2 separate regions of the Mus musculus genome follow, and region 2 is linked to region 1. The links are chromatin contacts, called in public promoter capture Hi-C maps. All regions are on one chromosome and are shown on one strand. Each heading gives the region's core, a stretch centred on a gene start, on an enhancer-like site or on the middle of the called end of the contact. The rest is flanking DNA. Distances are from core to core; before and after follow the strand shown. Region 1 holds the start of Btg3 (BTG anti-proliferation factor 3). Region 2 has its middle 9.4 kb from the start of Gm24861.

What was found. Promoter capture Hi-C pulls out the DNA fragments that hold promoters and counts their contacts.
Region 2: a contact with region 1 is called in a promoter capture Hi-C map of trophoblast stem cells, with 4 times the contacts expected there. The contact joins the enhancer-like site here to the promoter of Btg3 in region 1. A contact is called at or near these places in 13 of 39 promoter capture datasets (the 3T3-L1 cell line, 3T3-L1-derived adipocytes, the C10 cell line and 8 more), 16 of 484 Hi-C or Micro-C datasets (B cells, the Ba/F3 cell line, the MNK3 cell line and 11 more), 9 of 115 datasets of contacts at active chromatin or transcription factors (craniofacial prominence, effector CD8 T cells, embryonic stem cells and 5 more) and 2 of 9 other capture datasets (adipose tissue and liver).

The regions. Positions count from the first base shown.
Region 1 is chr16:78,373,808-78,379,028 of GRCm38.p6, forward strand. Btg3 (BTG anti-proliferation factor 3) reads right to left here and starts at 3,003. Exons shown (of 5, transcript NM_009770.3): 1 at 2,794-3,003.
Region 2 is chr16:78,631,359-78,637,035 of GRCm38.p6, forward strand. No RefSeq gene overlaps it. Among named protein-coding and RNA genes, the nearest start is that of Gm24861, 9.4 kb to the left of the region's middle. Within about 2 kb of position 2,398, at least 10 of the 459 cell types and tissues checked have an H3K27ac peak or open chromatin away from gene starts, as enhancers often do. A contact at or near this core is called in trophoblast stem cells, where this site is marked.

The DNA.
Region 1 (5,221 bases), core at 1,753-4,252:
GAGAAGAGTCCAGCACTAGGGGCTGAAGAGCAGGCTCCATGTCCTCCTCCTGCAGAGGAGTCGGGTTTACTTCCCCCAAAGCACTCGACAGTTAAGAAGCACCTGCAACTCTAGTTTCAGAGGGCTCCCTTCTGCCTTTGAGGGCACCAGGCACACACGTGGTAGCCGTACATCCATGCAGGCAAAGCACTCATACGCATATAAAGTAAAAAATAAATCAGGTACCGTAGCTCCGTTTTGGAGTCGTCCCCCCCCCCAAAAAAAAGGTTAAACAGCAATGACATTTCCAGTAATTCTATCAGCTATGAGCCCAGGAATTCTAAAATATATGTTCAAGAAAGAAAGAAAGAGGGAGGGAGGGAAGGAGGGAAGGAGGGAAGGAGGGAAGGAGGGAAGGAAGGAAGGAAGGAAGGAAGGAAGGAAGGAAGGAAGGTAGGTCCTTGTCAACATTATTCATGACAAAGTAGAAATACTCCAAATATCCCCCAAATGCTGACTGGACACATAAAGTATGGCTTACACGTACAACAGAACTGGTAATTACAATAAACGAAGCACTAACACGTGCTATAACACAGCAAGCAGAGGTAACAAACAATACCACACTAAAATTTCCGCCATATATACAACTGTCCAGAGCAGGGGAGTCTATACAGGCAGAAAATAGACTGGGTGGCCTACAGGCAGGAGGAGCAGAGGAGCAGGAGACAAGAGTCTAGGGAGTCCAAGGTTCTTTTTCTGCTGAGATAAAACTATTACTCTTGAATAAAATTGTTACACATTGAAAGTTTTTCAGCATTGAAGCTTTTTATACATATTCTTTCAGGTATAGGTATATTTTCCTAAAGAGCTAAAACAAGAAATAGTGAGCATTAAAGTGCATTAAGCAGAGCATCAATTCAGGATCACTCACAGAAAAATTAAATGAAATAATCAGTTACATTCTGGAGCTGCATCAAAGGACTCTTAAAAATAGAAAATCTGATTGATCATTGATTAATCCAGAAAGGCTGATCAGGCGTTCTTTTGAATATGTGTGTGTGTGTATATATGTATGCTTTGAGATGAGCTCATTCACTTGGCTGAATGGAACTTGGAGATATTCTGATCCAACATTTACTAAGTAACGTCATCTTTCTGGGCGCCAATGTCGGGCCCTAATGTATTGACTATACAGTGAACTAGCTTAACAACAGTCTGGCAGTCTGGTCTTATAAATTAAAAAAAAAAAAAAAAAGATGAAAGAGAAAAAAGAAACACCGGTTTTTAAAGATTTACTAAAACTGCTCTCTTAAGTTTCTTGTCTAATGTGATTTTTACTCTGCGTGCAAATGCAAACGAGGGTCCTCAGAGTGAAGGAAATTCTATATAGTATCTGAGATTTGTCCTGGCAGCCCTACTCACTCGGATCCTAGACGGAAAACACCCAAACGTTCCTCTTGGATGCTTAGAATGCCTAATACACCCTCTACTGCTATGGTCAGCCGGTAGATAGAATCCTCACACACCAGTGGTGGGCACATAGAACTTCAGTCTACTACAACTGCTGTGCCACCTCCCTCCTCCTGCAGTGTGAGGCCTCTTCCGCTCTCCGAAGCTTCCTTTATACTTCATGTATAGCACCTTGTGATGGACCAGCAAAACCCACTGAAACTGAATACACAACTTGGGCGAGGATGTCGCAGATGGAGCCGCATACGCTCCACTCCAAACAAGATAGAAGACTCACACTAGAGAAATGTAATGATTCCTAGACCCCTCTCATTCACCAACTGGGCCAGTACGTGCTACCTAACAGTTTGGGGGATTTGCTTTTTGTTTCCTCAACTTCATATTAAAAAAAATAAATAAATAAAATAAAATTAAGGAAGGAAAGAACCACTTAGCGGTTGCTTTTTGGTTTGTAACAGAAGATGAGTCATACGGACTTATTTATTTTTCTGTTTGAAGGAATGGAATAGCTTAAGAATTAACCCCCTCTTATCAGTGTTCCAGAAGTACCAAAGGCACAGAGAAAGGTCTAAACCTCGGGGGAGGGTGTGTGGGGGGTGTGAATACCACCGGGGACCGGGGGTGGGGGATTAGACCTTAGGCGCCTAGTGCCACCCACACTGTCCCCCAAAGCTCCCATTTTAAACACCGCTTGGTGACGTCACCCCAGGACGTCGTCACCGCGGCGGCTGCTCCTCAAGTTCTACTTTGTTCCACGAGCTCGGCCTTCTAGGAGTTTCTAACTTTGCAGTCTCCCCACCCCCCACCCCCCCCAACCCCTCCCCAGTAACGAAAAAGCCACTCGCAGTTTCTAGAAACCACAACTTCTCCAGGTGGACGCTGCCGAGGTGGAGGGGACGGCAAGCGTGGTCGCGCCGAGAGGCCCTGACCGCCCCGGGCGGCTTTGGCCAGCGGGATCCAGATGCAGCCGGATCGGGCTCCCCTCCCAGCCCGGCGCGGGTGGAGAGAGCCCCCCACGCGCTCCGAGTGGACGGCCTGCGCGCCGCGTCTAACCTGTGCAAACAAACCGGCTTGCCCCTGCCCGCCCGCTGTCGCCTCCCCGGGGGCGGCAGGCGACGTGGCACGCGCCGGAGGAGGCGTCCCAACCCCACCGAGGACCCGCCGCCGCTCCCCTCCGCGCCGCGCATCCCTCGGCCGCTCCGCTTTCGACGTGGCGGCGGGCGCGTCCCAACCTCCCTCCGCCGCGATGCCCGGGGGTCCCCGCCGCGTCCCCTTATGCCAGGCCTGCCCTCCTCACTGCCACCGCGTCCCCGACTCCGACCCCCGGCGGGCTCTCCTCACCGCCGCCGCCGCCGCTCCGGGGGCTGCACCCTCGCCGGGTGCGACCGCGTCCCGTGGCCGGGGAGCCGAGCGCGAGCGCCGCTGCTGCGTCGTCGGGCCGCCGCCGCCGCCGCTGAGCGCGCGCCGACCAGACTGGCGGGCGGCGGAGCGCGCGGCCGACAGGGCGAACGCAGTCCCGACGCGGCCCACGGGGGGCTCGAGGCCCGGAAGAAGGGAGGGGCGATGACTAGGAGAGGCCCGGCGCCGCGAAGAACCAATCCGCGCGCCCTGGGGGCGGGGCTTCCCTCGGGCCCGCCCCCCTCCACCGGTGCGCGTGGCCGGCTCCTGCCTCCGGCCGCGCGCAGAGCCTGGGCTCCGACGGCCGTGCTGGCACGAGGTCGCAGTGCCTCCTGCGCGAGCCCCGAGGGCCTTGCCTCCCTCAGTGGGGTGGGCAGGACGCTTCCTCTTGGCTCTTCGGCCACTCCTCCCCACGCGGGGCTCTCTCCCTTGGATCCGCCCGCCTCTCTGCTGCCTGAGGGCAAGTTCAATCCGGATTCTGCTTTGATGGGCTCTCCCCCTCCTACCCACCTCTGCACGAAGCGGCTGCGGAGGGGAGCTTGGCACTGAGGGCTTGCCAAGTCCCTCCGGTCGTGAGGTCACTAGCTGCCTCCCTGTACGTGAGATGGCTTGGGTAAAACTCTTACCTGGACACTTGGCTGGCAGAGCTCGTGCCTCCATGTGACCGTGGCAGCCTCCTGTTGAGTACGGGGTGTCTCTGCCAGCACTGATGGCCCAATGGATGAGTGGAGTGGCCAGGCTTTGTATTTCTCAGATACTTCTAACTCAAGGACTTGGGGGGGAGGGGTAGCTTTTAAGCCTTGACTAAACACATAAGAAGAGGGAAGATAAACTTTCCGAAGAAAGGCCCATCTTTCCGTCCCTTAGGCTGAACTGGCAGCTAGGTGTTAGTGTTGTGAAAGCAGCTGATAAGTCAGACAGGCCGGAAAAACACAAGACACTCATTAAAAGAGAATTTAAAAATGCAGATTACCATTGTTTTTTTTTTCATTACTTATTTTCTTCATTTACATTTCCAATGCTACCCCATAAGTCCCCCAAACCCTCCCTCCCCCCACTCCCACTTCTTGGCCCTGGTGTTCCCCTGTACAGAGGCATATAAAGTTTGCAAGACTCTTTCTCTTTCCAGTGATGGCCGACTAGGTCATCTTCTGCTACATATGCAGCTAGAGACCAGCTGAGGGGTGGGGGGTGGGGGGCTCCTGGTTAGTTCATATTGTTCCACCTATAGGGTTGCAGATCCCTTTAGCTCCTTGGGTACTTTCTCTAGCTCCTCCATTGGGAGCCCTGTGATCCATCCAATAGCTGACTGTGAGCCTCCACTTCTGTGTTTGCTAGGCCGGGGCATAGCCTCGCAAGAGACAGCTATATCAGGGTCCTTTCAGCAACATCTTCCTAGTGTATGCAATGGTGTCTGCGTTTGGAGGCTGATTATGGGATGGATCCCCGGGTATGGCAGTCTCTAGATGGTCCATCCTTTCGTCTCAGCTCCAAACTTTGTCTCTGTAACTCCTTCCATGGGTGTTTTGGTCCCAATTCTAAGAAAGAGCAAAGTGTCCACACTTTCGTCTTCGTTCTTCTTGAGTTTCATGTGTTTTGCAAATTGTATCTTGTATCTTGGGTATTCTAAGTTTCTGGGCTAATATCCACTTATCAGTGAGTACATATCATGTGAGTTCTTTTGTGATTGGGTTACCTCACTCAGGATGATGCCCTCCAGGTCCATCCATTTGCCTAGGAATTTCATAAATTCATTCCAAGAACTAATTGTTAAAGCTTTATTTAGACTATGTTGGTGATTATAGCCTTGTGAGCCTCAAAAATAATAATTTTTTACCAGAAGTATAAAACCCTCAAACCATTATAAAACTAGTGTGCTATGCCTCTATTTTGTGAGAAGCACTTCTACTATTGTGAAACTAAAGCTATTTCTCAATTTAAAGGGGGTGCTGTCATATACATCCGTGGGACTATTCCCGGAGATGTGCTTTCGTTTAAAACAAATAATCACATTGACGTTGTTTTACTGCTAACAGCTCTTAACTCTACAGTTTCACAAAATAGGTAGTTACAAACATTTTTAACTGCCAGGAAATTTCAAAATCTCATGACTAATGTTCTATGTAATTTTTTTCTTTGTTTGCTTTTTTTGAGATAGGGTTTCTCTGTGTAGCCCTGGCTGTGCTGGAATTCACTCTGTAGATCAGTCTGGCTTCGAAACTCATTGAGATCTGCCTGCCTCTGCTTCTCAATGCTGGGATTAAAAGCGTGTGCTGCCACCACACTGTGATGGCTCAGTGAATTAAGATGGCTCGCATGCCCAGTTAGGATCCCTGTGATAATAATTAATCATTATTAATCTATGGTTATA
Region 2 (5,677 bases), core at 1,148-3,647, 260 kb after region 1:
GTGTCACTGCGTGTCACTCTTCATGCGTCTGAATGGCTTGTGTTTCAAAGCTCCCCTGGAGCTATGTCTAATATGACTAACTTCTAGTCAGTGGGGGCATATTAGTCATGTGGCTATGTGTGTGTGTGTGTGTGTGTGTGTGTGTGTGTGTGTGTGTGTGAATTTGTCCATATAGTTGTGAAATACTATGAGTCTTAAATCTTCTATGTGAGCTGGGTCATTGGAGAACAAGAAAGCTGATACAGATGTTATCTGAAGACCATCCTCGGAAGAATTCCATCTTACTTGAGACAATTGGTCTTTTTAGTCTATTAAGGCCTTCGGTTATCTGGCAGAAGCTGACCTTCATTATGGAGGGTGATTAACTTTATCCAAACGCCACCAATTTAAATGTTAGTCTTATCCAAAATCACCATAAAGCTGACACAAGAAGCAAAACATCAAGTGGAGCACTGGGCCGAGGTGATGCATGTCCTTTTGTGGCCAGATGCCTAAACCTCTTGTGTACAGCCTTCCATGACAGGCTCTTGCTGGTGATGGTCAGAGAGGACTGGGCTGTGACTACAAATTTCACAGAGTAGAGAAATCACTAGATCAAAAGCAGTTGAACCAAGCTTCCAAGTGACCTTTGTCTTTCACTGAACTAACTGTGTGGCTTGTCTAAATAATATGTGTGCTGTGTGAAGCATTGGAACAAGGGGTTGTTTACGGTAGTTAGCATGTCCCAACTGCTGCGGTCATGCTGACAGCAATGAGGAGAATGTGCTGACGAGGCAAAGGGTGGAATCAGGAAGACCAGTTGAGAATCTGTAGTGCAAGCCTGGGCAAGGAACGGTATTTTTGGGCTAGGGTGGTACTCTGAGTAGGTTATAAGTGTCTTAATTCATCATAGTGCATGATAGACTTTTACTATACAAAATTATCACAGAACAAACTCAGAGTTTATATATTTTTTAAAAAAGTAAGTTGATTATCTGAATTCAGTTTAGAATAAAAGGAAATATGAATTATGACGTGTTTTTATTTTTCATTCACATTTCGTAACAAAGAGTCTTATATAAGATTTAAATGATCATTCTTAATTAGGATATACAGGCTGGTGCTGGCACAGTAGATGAAAGGCGAAGAGAGACAGGGAAGGACAGAAGGCAGTTCAACATGCTCTGTTTGTGGGTCACTGCCATGTGGCCCTAAAGAGAGTTCATGCCTTAGGATAACCCCATTGGATAGAGGGTTTGAGGGCAAGTTACAGGCTACCTCACTGATGTCTCATATCCCCTGTTGGAGAAAGAGCATTCCACAGGGAATTTGCTCTGTGACTTTCAATGTGGTGGCAGGGGGACTAGACTGCTGCACAGCCTGGAATTACTTGCTGGGGCTCCAATGGCTTCAAAGCAAGCAGCACATGAGTCACACGAGTCACATGAGTCACATGAGGCATGGAATCAGAAGAGACGCTCAGGATGGTCCAACCTGAAACTCACTCATACTAACTCGGGTGAGAAGACTGTTAGGATTATTAATCAAGGTACTTTACAATTATGCATGCTTCTAACAGCAGGTTGCTAGTGTGGTATGTTAAGACTATATTTATGTGGTAAGTTAATACTGTTGTTATTTTGAGAAATCAGAAAGCAATACATCAAGTAGTTATGGTTCTATTGGCATGCAGAGATACTACGACCGAGGTAACTTTTATTAAAGGAAGCTGGCAGGAGAAGAGAGAGGGTGGGAGGGAGAGAGGGAGGGAGGGAGGGAGGGAGGGAGGGAGGGAGGGAGAGAGAGAGAGAGAGAGAGAGAGAGAGAGAGAGAGAGAGAGAGAGCTTTTGAAACCTTAAAGTCCACCCCCAGCAGCTCACCTCCTGTAAGAAGGACACACCTCCTAATCCTTCTCAAAAAGTCCATCAGCTGGGGACCAAGCCTGAAATATATGATGAGCCTTTCTCACTCAAGCCATCACAGGACTTGTAAGCTCTGTGTTAGGAATGAGGAAAGGAAAGTGACTTTTCCCGTTCCTGAGCTTTGAGGCTGTTCTTTTACTAGAGCCATAGTGGGTTCCCATGGAGAGGTAATGTGGTCTTACTTTTGCTTCTCTGGCTGCCCAATTCTGCTTCATAACACTTAGTTTGTACCAAAGCCTAGTGCAGTAGGTGCTGGGAAGGGGCCTCATTTTATGGACTTTCAAAATAGAATTTCAAAGAGTAAAGTAGGTTTCTCACAGCCACGTAAGGACATATGATGAGTTCCCTTGCTTTTGAGTTTTAACAAAAGTCTTCCTCCTGGATTGTTTCCCTGTCGCTGTGATAAACACCATGGCCCAAAGCAACTTACGGAGGGAAAGGTCATTTGTGGCTTACAGGTTTCTGTCTGTCATCAAAGGAAGCCAAAGCAGGAAACTGGAGGCGGCAGAGGAGGCAGTGACCACGGAGGAATGTTGCTTACTGGTTTGGTCCCTAGGTGTGCTTGGGTCTTCTTCAAGGAAGACCAGAATCACAGTTAGCTTGTGCCTGAGGAAGCTAGCGGTGATAGGTGATGGCTGGAGGTGGGTCTTCCCTTAGGAGCCGAAGTGTCGGCTAGGAAGCAAAGTGCTGAGGTGTAGATAGAGGAGTGGTTGTGTGGTGCTCGTTAAAGCTTTCTGAACATTGAGAACAGACCCAAACCCTACTCCAGAGAGAGCCGCGTGGTGAAGGCAATTGTGAAGGAGTGAGAGGAGAGGAGTAGTGGCCAGCTGCATGGCAGGTGGTTGGTGCATCCCGGTGGGAAACACAGTTGGCACAGCCCAGTGGGAAAGGCAGTTGATGCATCCCAGTGGGAAACGCTGTTGGCACAGCCCAATGGGAAGGTGTCCTTTAGAGAACAATATGGCGTAGCCCAACAGAGGACTGTGATACAAGGTCATACTTGTGCCACCTAAAAAGAGCTATGCCTTTTCCTGCCAAATTCTCTTTCCTAGGCTTGACCCGTGGAGAAGAAATAGAGAGGAAAACAAGGAAGAGAAAGGAAGCAAATCTTCTTTTCCATGCCTGCTGTAGAGTTATGAACTTGACGCGAGTTGACCACAGGGGAAGGGAGAAGTTCTCAATTGTAATGGCGACTGCACACACGTGACGAGTCTGAGCTGTATTGCCTTGGTCTGTGACTGGTTTGGAAGATAACTTTTCAGCAAGCACAAAGCAGAAAGTTCTATAAAGCTTGTTTGTCTAGGGAGCCAATGATTCCAGAGAGCTAATATAGTGTCTCCTGCCTTTACTGTGTGTATTCCACCACATCCAGCTTGAAACACTCATAATCACCCTACTGTGTTCTTGGTCAAGCTGGCCCGTCTGGGCTGCACAGAGCAAGAGACCGTGCCTCAAACAAGGTGGGAGGACGGAAGAACCAGCACCCGAAGTTGTTCTCCAATTTCTACATCATTGCTATGTCATGTGCGTGTATACACCTATACCTGCATACCTACGTTTACACATTCACACACACATCCATCCATTTATCCACATAGATGCTCAGAATATGCTAATTCAAATATGTATTTACAAATATACATACATTCATACACAGACTCATATTCTTACACAGGCACACACTTTCACATATATACATGTATCTACATGTATATTCACATTTTCACATACACATATGCACACATTCATACTCAATACATATTTATACACACATATATTCATGCATGAATATACATCTCCCTCTCTCTCTCTCTCTCTCTCTCTCTCTCTCTCTCTCTCACACATACACACACACACACACACACACACACACACACACACACACACACGGTTAAAAATTCAGGTTCATGAGAAGAGAAAGACACCAGCCAATGATCATTCTTTTACTCCTGTGGTCTCAATTAACTAAAACAATTGGAACTCAGGATTAAGACAGTCTTGGAGTGTGAAATATGAAAAGAATTATCTGAAGCACAAAGTGTGAAAAAGGGTGCTTCAGAGAGTGCATTAATATGTAATCAGGGCAAACAAACCAAGAGGAAAAGGCACCTGTTTTGCTGGGCAAAAGGAAAAGGCTGGCAGGGTCTCTCTGAGACTGTCGTTTGATGCGCCCTCTAGTGGCCACTGCAGTACAGAGATTCAGTACGCATTCCAAAGCTGTCTCTATAAACGGGACTTGGACTTCCAACTGCCCTAGTTCCTGTCTCTAGCTGCATGTGTATCAGAAGATGACCTGGTCGACCATCAGTGGAAAGAGAGGCCCATTGGTCGTGCAGACCTTATATGCCTCAGTACAGGGGAACGCCAGGGCCAAGAGGTGCGAGAGGGTGGGTGGGGGAGTGGGTGTGGGAGGGTGTGGGGGACTTTTGGGATAGCATTGGAAATGTAAATGAAATAAATACCTAATAATAAAAGAAAAAGAAAAAAAATTTAAAAAGGCCTCCATAAAAAAAAAGTCTAGAACCTTTGTCTAGGGCTTGCAGAGATCTTTCTCTTTTTAAAGTTATTTTTTACATTCACTTTGCATCCAATCATAGCCTCTCCTTCCTCTCCAGTCTCTCACGTACAAATCATTCCCCCTTGCCCCCTCCCCTTCTCCCCAGAGAACAGAAAGCCCCCTTAGGTACCACCCCACCCTGGGGCATCTAGTCCTAGTAGGACTAGGCACATCCCCTCCCACTGAGACCTAAACAGGCAGTCCAGGTAAGGGTAAGGGGACCCAATGGCAGGGAACAGAGACCGAGTCGACAGCCTCCGCTTTACTTAGGGACTCATATGAAGACCAAGCTGTACGTGTGCTACAGATGTGTAAGGTCCAGCTCCTGCATGCTCCCTGCTTGTTGGCCCAGGCTCTGTGAACGCCCACGGTCCCAGGTTGGTTAACTCTGTGGGTTTTCTTCTGGTGGCCTTGATCCCTCCGACTCGCTCATTTATATCCTCCACTTTCCACAAGACTCCCTGGGTTCCGCCTGATGTTTGATTGTGGGTCTCTGTATCTGCCCCTATACTCTGGTGGATGAAGCCCCTCAGGAGACAGTTATGTAGCTTCCTGTCTGTATCATTAATGGTGTCAGGGGTGGGCTCTCTCCCATGGAATGGGTCTCAAGTTGGGGCTGTCATTGGTTGGCCATTCCCTCAGTCTCTATTCCATCTTTAGCCCTCGAAGAGATCTCTTCATACACGTTGACTCTCTGACTGCTCAGGTGGAGAGTGGGTGAACACGAATGTGTCTGTGTCAGTTTGCAGATAAACAGCTCTCGTGCCCAGTGCAACTTGGTCACTCACTTTAAGTATGATGGGCCACATAGAAGAGAACCAAAATCCATGAGTTTCTCAACCAACCTTTGGTGTTATTTAGAAAGAATGAATAGCAGCCTAGTAATAAGTAAATGCCACTAAGCAAATGGCTACTCACTCCCTATATGGTTTGCTTCCTATTGTTGTGAAAGGAAAAAAAATTAAATAAAAGAAAAGGAAATATATTTCTGTCCACAGAATATAAATTATCTTTACATAAAGGGGTGTCTCTGTTTATAAAAGGTTGATGTGTCTTCCTTTGGGGTTATTGAATTATGTTTTGCTCAGACAGTCATGGAATAGAAAGTGGGTCGCATACTTTCTGAATTCCTTTGAGTAAACAATGATTCCACATTGTGTAAAAGGCAAATGACAGACTGGGCTCCTTCTATGGGCTAGTGTGGGGTTTGATAATGTGG